Regions from separate parts of the Anas platyrhynchos genome. Here region 1 is linked to region 2. Evidence: chromatin contacts called from public Hi-C data. All regions are on one chromosome and are shown on one strand. The core of a region is the stretch at or near the end of the contact, and the rest is flanking DNA. Distances in the headings are between cores, read along the strand shown.

Evidence for each region. A called contact is a pair of places that touch in the nucleus more often than the background predicts.
Region 1: a Hi-C map of subcutaneous adipose tissue shows a contact between it and region 2, with 2.8 times the contacts expected there. The contact joins two enhancer-like sites. A contact is called at or near these places in 3 of 8 Hi-C or Micro-C datasets (F5 follicle, liver and subcutaneous adipose tissue).

Annotation. Positions count from the first base shown.
Region 1 is chr2:46,305,037-46,310,027 of IASCAAS_PekinDuck_T2T, reverse strand. PRKDC (protein kinase, DNA-activated, catalytic subunit) reads left to right here. Exons shown (of 86, transcript XM_072034678.1): 84 at 203-391; 85 at 968-1,107; 86 at 2,162-3,813. The coding sequence ends at 2,366. Among named protein-coding and RNA genes, the nearest start is that of CEBPD, 6.0 kb to the right of the region's middle. Within about 2 kb of position 1,382, at least 1 of the 8 cell types and tissues checked has an H3K27ac peak or open chromatin away from gene starts, as enhancers often do. A contact at or near this core is called in subcutaneous adipose tissue, where this site is marked.
Region 2 is chr2:46,108,680-46,113,093 of IASCAAS_PekinDuck_T2T, reverse strand. It overlaps SPIDR (scaffold protein involved in DNA repair), which reads right to left. Exons shown (of 19, transcript XM_072034680.1): 5 at 2,959-3,116. Among named protein-coding and RNA genes, the nearest start is that of SPIDR, 13 kb to the right of the region's middle. Within about 2 kb of position 2,268, at least 3 of the 8 cell types and tissues checked have an H3K27ac peak or open chromatin away from gene starts, as enhancers often do. A contact at or near this core is called in subcutaneous adipose tissue, where this site is marked.

The sequences.
Region 1 (4,991 bases), core at 133-2,632, 200 kb before region 2:
GTGTGATGGTGTTTTGTACAGTGTAACCATGCTTTCAACCACTGTCTCTAAATACTCACAACCAGAGCTCTGATGGCACAGTGTGGTGCTGTTCCACCGACCTGCATGTGTTCAGTTAAGTTACAAAGAAGGTTTTTCTAATCCTTTGTTCTCAAGGTTATTTAATTCTTGTTTTCTTTTGACTATCCTTGCCCTTGGTTAGATTTTGCCAGTGCCAGAGCTGATGCCTTTTCGTCTGACTCGCCAGTTTGTTAATCTGATGATGCCAGTGAAGGAGTGGGGTCTCATTTACAGTGTGATGGTACATGCCCTCAGAGCTTATCGTGCAGATCCAGAGCCCCTCATCAACACGATGGATGTATTTGTAAAGGAGCCTTCTCTGGACTGGAAGGTGAGGGGTTTTTTTATTTCCTTTTTCCTTATGTAAAAATTCTTTAAACTCTAAGAACAAAAGTGATCAAAAAGGAGGTATTTCGTGATGCTTGGTCTCAGTGCTTCTTCTATTGAGTTCATAACGAAACTGGACATAAAACATTTAAAATGACAGAATTTTGTAGGGATGATGATGGACAAGGAAGAGTTGCACATGGCTGTGCTGATAATGTACCATTCTTTGTGTGATAATCCTAAAAATGCAGTTATCTCTTGAACACATTATGTCACTTATGGCAGCAGCATAAGTATTTTCAACTTTTTGCATTGAGCCCCTTAAATTTTTATAACAGCACTGTATTTATCTAACAATTACAGAGAAACAAAGCATCTGAAACAAACCGCACTTACTTAAGGAAGTCCAATTGTAAATTAAATTTAAAGTCACAGGCAGCCTAGATACTATCTCACCACTTCGCCTTCCACTGCATCTCCTATTATGAGTTACTGGCTTGACTTGGTATGATGTGGCAGCATAAAGGTCTGTTTAAGTATGATGAATATAATAAATAGAGCAAAATTATTTCCTCTTTAGAACTTTGAACAAAGGCAGCTGAAAAAAGGAGGCACGTGGATTAAGGAAATAAACACATCTCAAGTAAACTGGTACCCTTTGCAAAAAGTCAGCTACGTCAAAAGAAAGCTTACAGGCTGCAATCCAGCAAGAATCACTTGGTAAGATGCTCCCCTTTTGTTTTAAACTGTTCCACTAAGAACTTTGGCAGGCTCCAAAACTTGTCGGCAGTTTTGCTCCCTTCAGATAGAATGGCAGCTAGGAAAAGAAGAGGCAGACAGGGCAAAATATTTTTAGGAATCATTTTGGTCCACGTACAAGCTCTCTGAATCATCCTGCCAGCCAAAACACCAGATATCTCCCCAACTGTTCTTGCTCCAGCTCAGGCCTCTTGAGCAGTTTTACTGTTCCTGGCAACAAGTTCGTTCCCACCCTGTAAGCTGGCTTAAAGAACAGCAGTCTGAAGAGTGAGAAATTATGTTCCATCTACACAGCTTTTAGGCTAGGGCTAGTATTTAAGAATCTGATGTGCTTCTGCTGGACACTTGTTTGGAGGAGAACCTGAAATAGGTGTAGAGGAGGAATGAAGGTAAGCTGCTTTCCAAAAACATCAAATTCAAACCTGGTGGCATTCTCAGGTTATTTCTGTCAGTCTAGTCAAGTCTGGCTCAAATCAGAACGTCTTCAGAATTCAGTTAAAGTACAATTAATCCCTTCCATCCTCTTTTAAAAAGGCATTCTGGATTAATAAAAGAAAAAAAAAATGGGGAGGGGGGGAGGAGAGTAATGAAAACAAGGAGAAAGTGAGCCTGTTTTAAAACCATACAAACACTGAAAAGTTTAAGACTTGGGAGGAGTCTCTTTCACTGTCAAGGCTGAACTGGAAAAAGCAGCAAAATATTTATTGCAGACACAAATCAGCAGGGCAGGTAAGGAGATAAATCAGCTTGGATGTGAACCACCGTATCCTTCTTCCAGTTAAGAGGTTTTTGACCAGATTTAAATATTTGTGGTAAATATTCACAAGCAAAGGACACCTGAAATCACCCAGCTTTGATTGGCCAAGACTTCCACAGCTATTGAACTCCACATTTCTTGAAAAGTAAAGCTGCATGAATGGTGTCCAAGTAGCATTTCATAGTTTAAACCCCCCTACCTAAGACTTCCTTGGCTTGTTCCTCTTAATAAGAACTTACTTTTGTGTTCCCTATTTAGTGATGAGCTCCGCCTGGGCTATGAGAAGTCACCCTTTTACAACGATTGTGCAGCTGTGGCTCGTGGTAACACTGATCACAATATCAGAGCCAAGGAGCCCGAGGACGGACTGTCAGAAGAAACCCAAGTGAGATGCCTGATAGATCAAGCAACAGACCCCAACGTTCTTGGCAGAGTCTGGGAAGGATGGGAGCCCTGGATGTGAGGGGTGACTTTCTAAAGCCAAGGGGGATGGACCCCAACACACAGCTGCAGCCAGTCAGAATTTTAAGGCCAAAATGGGAAAAACCACTTAACCACTTTTATCATCATTGGTTAACTTGACTAATAGAGAAAATATTTTTGTATGAAAGCTGTGTTTAAACAGTGATTTGTTTACGTGGTTCTGCACCCAAGCAGCTTTATTGTTTTTGTGTTAAAGTCAACGTGGAAAGAACTGGCAGGGCTTGCAGAGCTTTAAGAGTGATTTGAAAGGCACTCTGATCATTCAGAGGAGAGCCACGAATCCGTACCTTCTGGACTTGTAGGCATCCTTGTAGTAAAAGTGTGTGCTTTGTGTTTGTTTTTTTTGTTTGTTTAGAGGCCTTACTGGCAGTCAACTGAAACCATTCTGCACACACATGAGAACCTTCTAGTTTTAATTAAGAAATAATATCAATAGAAACAGTAAAGCACATGCTAAAAATAATCAGAAAATGGTGTTCAGTTCTAGATACCTAAGGTGTCTGGATGTTTATTCCATTACTGGATAATGAGAAACTAATGATGAGATTGTGCCAGTTTGTTACAGCAGGTTGGTTTTTAACAATCAGGGATTTTAGTCTGTGCCTCTGTACTTCAGAGGTCTATGCTCCTCATGTTTTATTGATTCCAAATCAGTTGTTTGGCCAAAGCCAGACATTGGCGCTGGTAGCACAGCAGAGTACTGTAAGCTTCTTGCTGTAACTGCAGCACAGCAGAATAATGTCTGCTGCACTTTGGTATTTACTCATGACAAAGTTGAGAAGTCATGCAAGATTTGGCTCTTACTCTCTGGCAGCCGGTTTTCAGGTAACCTTGGTGGCGAATGCAGTGCAGCACAGACAGCAAGGTGGCAAGATTTTTTTTCTAAAATATCGCGTTTGTTTATTACCCGTAATTCACTGTCGAAGATATCTTCCATTTATGTTTTTAATAATTATCATAAAAGGTATAATAAAAATGAGTCTTTGCCCTTTCACCACCTACAAGTTCTCCTTCCTGCCTCTGTGGCAAGGGGGTAGTCTCAGTCCTGTTGAGGCTGTGGCTGCCTCTGGCACCAATTTCAAGTGAACCTTGCAGCTGGAGAGCAGAGGAATCTGTCCTTGTTAAAGGCTGTGGAAGTCTCAAGACTGGGAAGTCTGCTGGCAGAAAACTAATGAATAGGGCAGAAGCTGTTCAGTAGTGCTTTTTTTTTTTTTTTGTTCTAAACATTTTCCAGCAACTACTGTTTTTTTTCCTTCCTTCTTATTAAATATGATCAATTGTTTGTCAATAATTAACGTTATGAATCAAAAATTTGAAATCTTTATATCGGATTTATTTATTAAAAATACTGTTCGCTTATATTTTTGTAGAATAAACATTACAGATAAGACCGTTTATTTAAAAATAAAAATAAACCTTGAGATTTACTGCTTGCTCTTAAAGTTGATTTAGGGCACTTTAATCACCGAAAACACCAAAATTTACCCATTTATGCAGGTGATGATGAGCAGACGGGGTTTTTTTTCCACAGGTGTGCAATATGGTTATTTTTATATACATGTGCATGCGTCCTGCGTCTCGGTGCATTTAGTTCTTTTCATCTCTGGCACCAATAAAGCAGGTGGCATTATGACTAACGATTGGCTCTCTGAGGCAGCCTGGGTTTCTCGGTGTCACTGCAAATATGAGAAAGTTAAAGCACAATAAACAGCTACATGAAAAGGCGAAGGGACATTTAGAAATGAAGTGGCTGATCATACGAGGTGTTAAATTGCACTTTTGGCACATACCTTAGATATTTACTAGGTACTTTGACCCGTACCATGGAGGACAAAGTTCAGGTTTATAGTTTAACGAGGCTCTTCGTGTAATGACTTTTGATACCTTCGGCAGCACAACTTCTCTGCTTCCCTAGCCCATGCTGCTCAGCAGGGCTTGATCCAAAGCTGGTGGAGGTGCCCTGAGCTGGAGTGTAGAGCAGGGTGGAGCAGGGGCACAGCCCTGTTCTTCCAGGTAAGAGAGGCTGTAGTGAACCCACATCCCTCTCCTCCCCTCCTCTCCCTCCTGTCAGCATCCAGAGGTTCTTGGGCCAGGCAGCAAGCCTCAACTGCTAGGTGATAGTAGCCCTGACAACACAGAAAGCTTAGAACATTCCTACAACATTTAAGAAATAAAAATCTCAAAATAGTTAAAAGGTTGGTTTTGGCCCTAAAGTAAGTGGTGTAATTTGAAAGCCACAGCTACTTCACTCTTTTTAGTGATGTATTTGTCATCTTCACAAAGCAGCTCCAGAGCAATGTCAGCATCATACTGCTGCCTCTTCACCAGCAGAAACCATTCCCATGCAAAGTAAGTGCAATTACCCTAATGGAGGAGTAAAAGACCAGGCTTTCTCCGTGCAGCTAAATAAGTCTGAAAATAACTTCCAACATATGTAAATTGCACCTGCCTTCCCCATTTGAGTGCTCTAAATAAAATACAGAAGTTAAAGGGAAGGGCTAAAGCCAACCTGTGAACCAGCAAGGACAGTACTGACATAAGGAAAACCTCAAGTTGCTGGGCTGCGTGCTTTATGGGGTGGTTTTGTTCAGTTTCCAGAAAGAAA
Region 2 (4,414 bases), core at 1,019-3,518:
ACAGCTTTGAACTAAAAAAAAAAATAAAAACAGGGGGATTTAAATTAGATGTTAGGAGGAAATTCTTCACTGTAAGGGCGGTGAGGGACTGGCACAGGCTGCCAGAGAAGCTGTGGATGCCCCATCCCTGGAGGTGTTCAAGGCCAGGCTGGATGGGGTTTGGGCAACCTGGTCTGGTGGGAGGTGTCCCTGCCCACGGCAGGGGGGCTGGAACTGAGGGATCTTTGAGATCCCTTCTCACTCAAACCATTTAATAAATATGAGATCTTATATAATCCCCAACATTAAGATATTAATAAATCAAATATAATTCAGAAATTAATCATTCTCACAAAATATGGTTCCTCAGCACATTAGACAAGGCCTCTGCACAAGTCAGGGAAAAAGTAATTATTACCAATGCATAGAACTGTGTTAGACCAATTTTGAGGTGATTAGATGGTGCTCTTCTGGAAAACATGGATGCTAAAAAATCATCATTAATGGTTAATCTTTATTCAGAGCACCACAGTCCCCAAGAAAAAGGGCAATTGGGCATCCTTCAGAGGTAGCAGAGCAGAGAAACAAAAATCTTCTGGCATCAGGTCTTGCCAGACCTTTGTTCTTTATCACCTTAAGTAAATGGTGATGCATGAGAAATTCCATCCCTTAACAAGACACAAAGGAAAGCAAAGCATGACCATGTTGTATTTTCATAGCTTCCCCCCCCCCCCCCCCAATAATTCTGGATTGAACCAAAATTAACAGTTGCTCACCACAAGACGAGATTCAACTTGCCTTCCTCATTACCCTATGTCAAGTAGCTTTAGAGGTCAGAGGCTGCTAGCTGATAAGAAAGACACTGCACAGGGACTTAAGATGGAACACAAACTGAAGTGGGACTGTAGTTTTACACCTGACACAGAAACAAGAGTTTTACCCTCATACTGAAACAACACATCAAGTTGTTCTACGTAATTAATTGACTAGAAGTAATTCTCAAATTAGATCTACTGGTATATTAGGGAAAAAAACAGCTATAAAGTTATTCATTTCCCAGTAGAAACCTATCTCGCTCTTACCATGGGTAAATACTACAATAAAGATATTTGGCAGCAGTCCTAAACCTCTAGAACCTCTTGGTATTTGGCATATTTTGAAGTGGGGTAAAATAAATTTCATGGTCTTTTGATTATCCACACACTCCATTAGGTTCCAGAGATTTAGTAAATACCACAAAAATGATGATATATCAACATTTGGCTCTTTTTCCTTTCCCCACCATGAACTAGGCCACAAAATTAAGAGGCCTTTTTGAAGAATACTCATACAGCAAATGACCTCCTATAGTGAACACTTTTGTGTTCGCTCTTGGAATCCTCTCAAACAGCTTGCCTGCAATGTTTCCTAGGAAAATAGCATATCTGAAGTAAAGCAAAGCAAAGAATGCAAATGACAGTGATCGCTGGGGCTTTAACCTCCTGCATACACCAAATTCCCAGAAGAAAGTTTACTGGTAAGGCTGACCACCCATGGAAATTCCCACAGCGTGGCACTCCGACTTGGAAAGAAAAACCTGAAAAAGGATCCTGAGATTCCCAATTTCCCCACAGATTTTGTAGTAGCATAGCTTATTCTGGTTAAGGTTAAAACCTGTTTATTTTAGTATGGTTGCATCTAAATGAAGCCTCTCCTGAGCACTATTTACTATTATTGAAGTGTCTCATAGCATTCACCCAACCTTCCATCTGCAGCGGAGTAAATCGCACTGGTATAACAGAAGAGGGACTTTTATGGCTTGCGTAAATCCCAGGTCTATTTTCCCAAGGTTTATATGGACTGCATGTTCTCTTCTAACACTGCTGTCCAAGACTTGTGTTATTTTAAATCAGCTCTTCAAGAACCTGAAAAATACTCAATTAACCCATGGTGAACCCTGAGCTACGGATGCTAAATTGCTACCACCATCCACGTCAGACAGCCCAAAGCCAGGTCACATGTGTCAACACGGCAGCGTGCCATAACACAGGATGTCCAGTTCCACCGGGCTATTTCCAGCCTCTGGCTGCAACAAGAAGACATGCTCCCAAAGGCAGCCGGTCCCTGTCATTTGACTGCTTGGGTGAGGAACCTGGCCACGGCTCGGTCTGCAGGCAGAACTTCCTTCCGTGCCCGCTGCCAGCCGCGTTAAGGAAGCCTCTCTGATTAGATAGATGGAAATACACCTTGGCCAGGCTCCCTGCTGCCCGGGAGGAGAGAACTGCTCGCAGCCCGGCCTCTGGTGCCCTCTGCCGGCTCTGCGGGGCTCCGGGGGCTGCCGTGGCAGGCAGCATCCAGCCTGCAGCATCCAGCAGCAGGCGGTGACCGCCTCCTCTCTCCTTCTCAGAGGTGCCTGTGGAGACGGTCAGGCGAAAAGGCAGACACTACGCTCACCTCAGAGGGTGGAAGAGAGACCAGAGAAATAGGTAGTTGTCTGACCCACCACATTACAGGAAATCTGGAGATCTGCTCTCTAAAGGCAGCACCATTTAGATGGGGCTATAAAGAATCCAGATCAAATTTCTGGTAGGAAATCTATCCATTTGATCACTTTTGTGTGTGCACATTGAAATACAATAAAAATCTATTTAAATGTAACGAACTTATTTACTCAGAGAGTGACTGAACACTAGAACAGGTTGCCCAGAGCAGTTGTAGAGCCTCCATCGTTGGAGATGCTTGCAACCCAGCCAGACAACCCTGAGCAACCTGCTCTATCAGGCCCAGCTCTGAGCAGAGGGGTTGAACTGGATGATCTCCAGAGGCGCCTTCCCACTTCAGCAATTCTGTGACTCAGTGACCACAGTACCAATTTCTAGGCGTGGGACATTGTTGATTCGGCAGTCAGAGAAAATACCTTGACATTCTTGTGAATGTCACTACATATATACACTACATAACTATAGTAGAATCTTTATTTTTTAAAAACCAGTTTCTTACCTTATAGAGCTCATCATTCTCCTCTTTGACAGGTGGAGAATTAAGATTTGTGCAGGAGTCTGAGTCCGATATCTCCAGTGAGCTGTCATCTTTTTCTGATCCATCAAATTTATCTGTAGAATCACTATCTTTCTCCCAGTCAATGAACTCTGGTTCATCTAAAGAAAACATGCAAAAATATTTTTTCTTATTCATCCATATATTATTCATAAATACAAATTTAAACAAAGTAAAATATTAATTATCCCTACATTGGGAAAAATGCAATGTTATTTTGCTGTATACACTTAACCAGTCTCTATACTGAACTATTTTGTGATCCTGTGCCTCATAGTAAAACCTGAACCCTACTAGCAGACAATAGAAGCTTCTGTGAAGATAAAAAAATCCCAAATTTTTCAAAGTACTGACCAATAAGGAGGCAATATTTTTAACTACTTAGGTAAGTAGTTAGTTTAGTTATGATTAATTTTCCTCAGTTTTAGTTATGTGGGGTTTTTTTGGTGGTAGTGGTGGTCTGTGTTTGTTGTTCAGTTGCATTAGATTTTCCAAGTTTACTTGTTTGGAATTAACTGTTTTAAGCAAACATGTCAGACCATGACCTTGAAGAGCTAAAAAGCCAATGTAAGTGAACATCTGCTATGAGTAGTAACCCCCAGAGCAGAACTGAAAAAAATAGTTGAAATGCAAACCAAACCTCTAAGCACACCACACAGAAGATTGTTTAGGATAAATTAATAGAAACAAACAAAAAGAAAAGAAAAGCTTGGTGTCCCTGTCTGTATAATGTCTCAAAAATATGCATGACATTTGTTGTTAGTAAACTGCACAATAAGGGACAAAAAAAGGGACAAGTGCAAGCCAATGCTGTTAATGGCAGGTTTGAAAGATTGGTGACCATTAGATTACAGTCTAGAAAGTGAATAGTCTTTCCATTCAAGAAGAAGGAAAAAAAAATAGGAATTAGAACAGACAACTATCAGATATATCAATGACAATATAAAATCTATGACAGAAACAAGGGTGAAAGAAGTAGGGAGACTGAGTATTTTAAACTCAAAGAAAGTGCACAACCAGAGCTACACACACAAAAGTCAGTCTATTCCTTTGCTCATCTCAGTGCTCTGTGAACACTTTGCCAGATAATGAGGATCTGAAGTTGTAACACTGAAGATCTAGCTGAAGTAGTCACAATGAAAATACTTCTTAACAAGTTCTAATGCAAATTAAATATCTTAATTTATATAACAGATCACACAAAGATTTCTGTCTTCAGCTGCACTTTTAATCAATTTCTCCTCATCAACCCCTGCTCTATGAAACTGAAAGTAGGCCCCAGGAACAAAAGTCACAGTTGCTTGCACAATCCAGCTAACAGAATACAAGGAATACTGTGTACTGAAATGAAAACTCATGCCACAGAAAATGATGCTATCTGCAGCTGCAAAGCCTACCA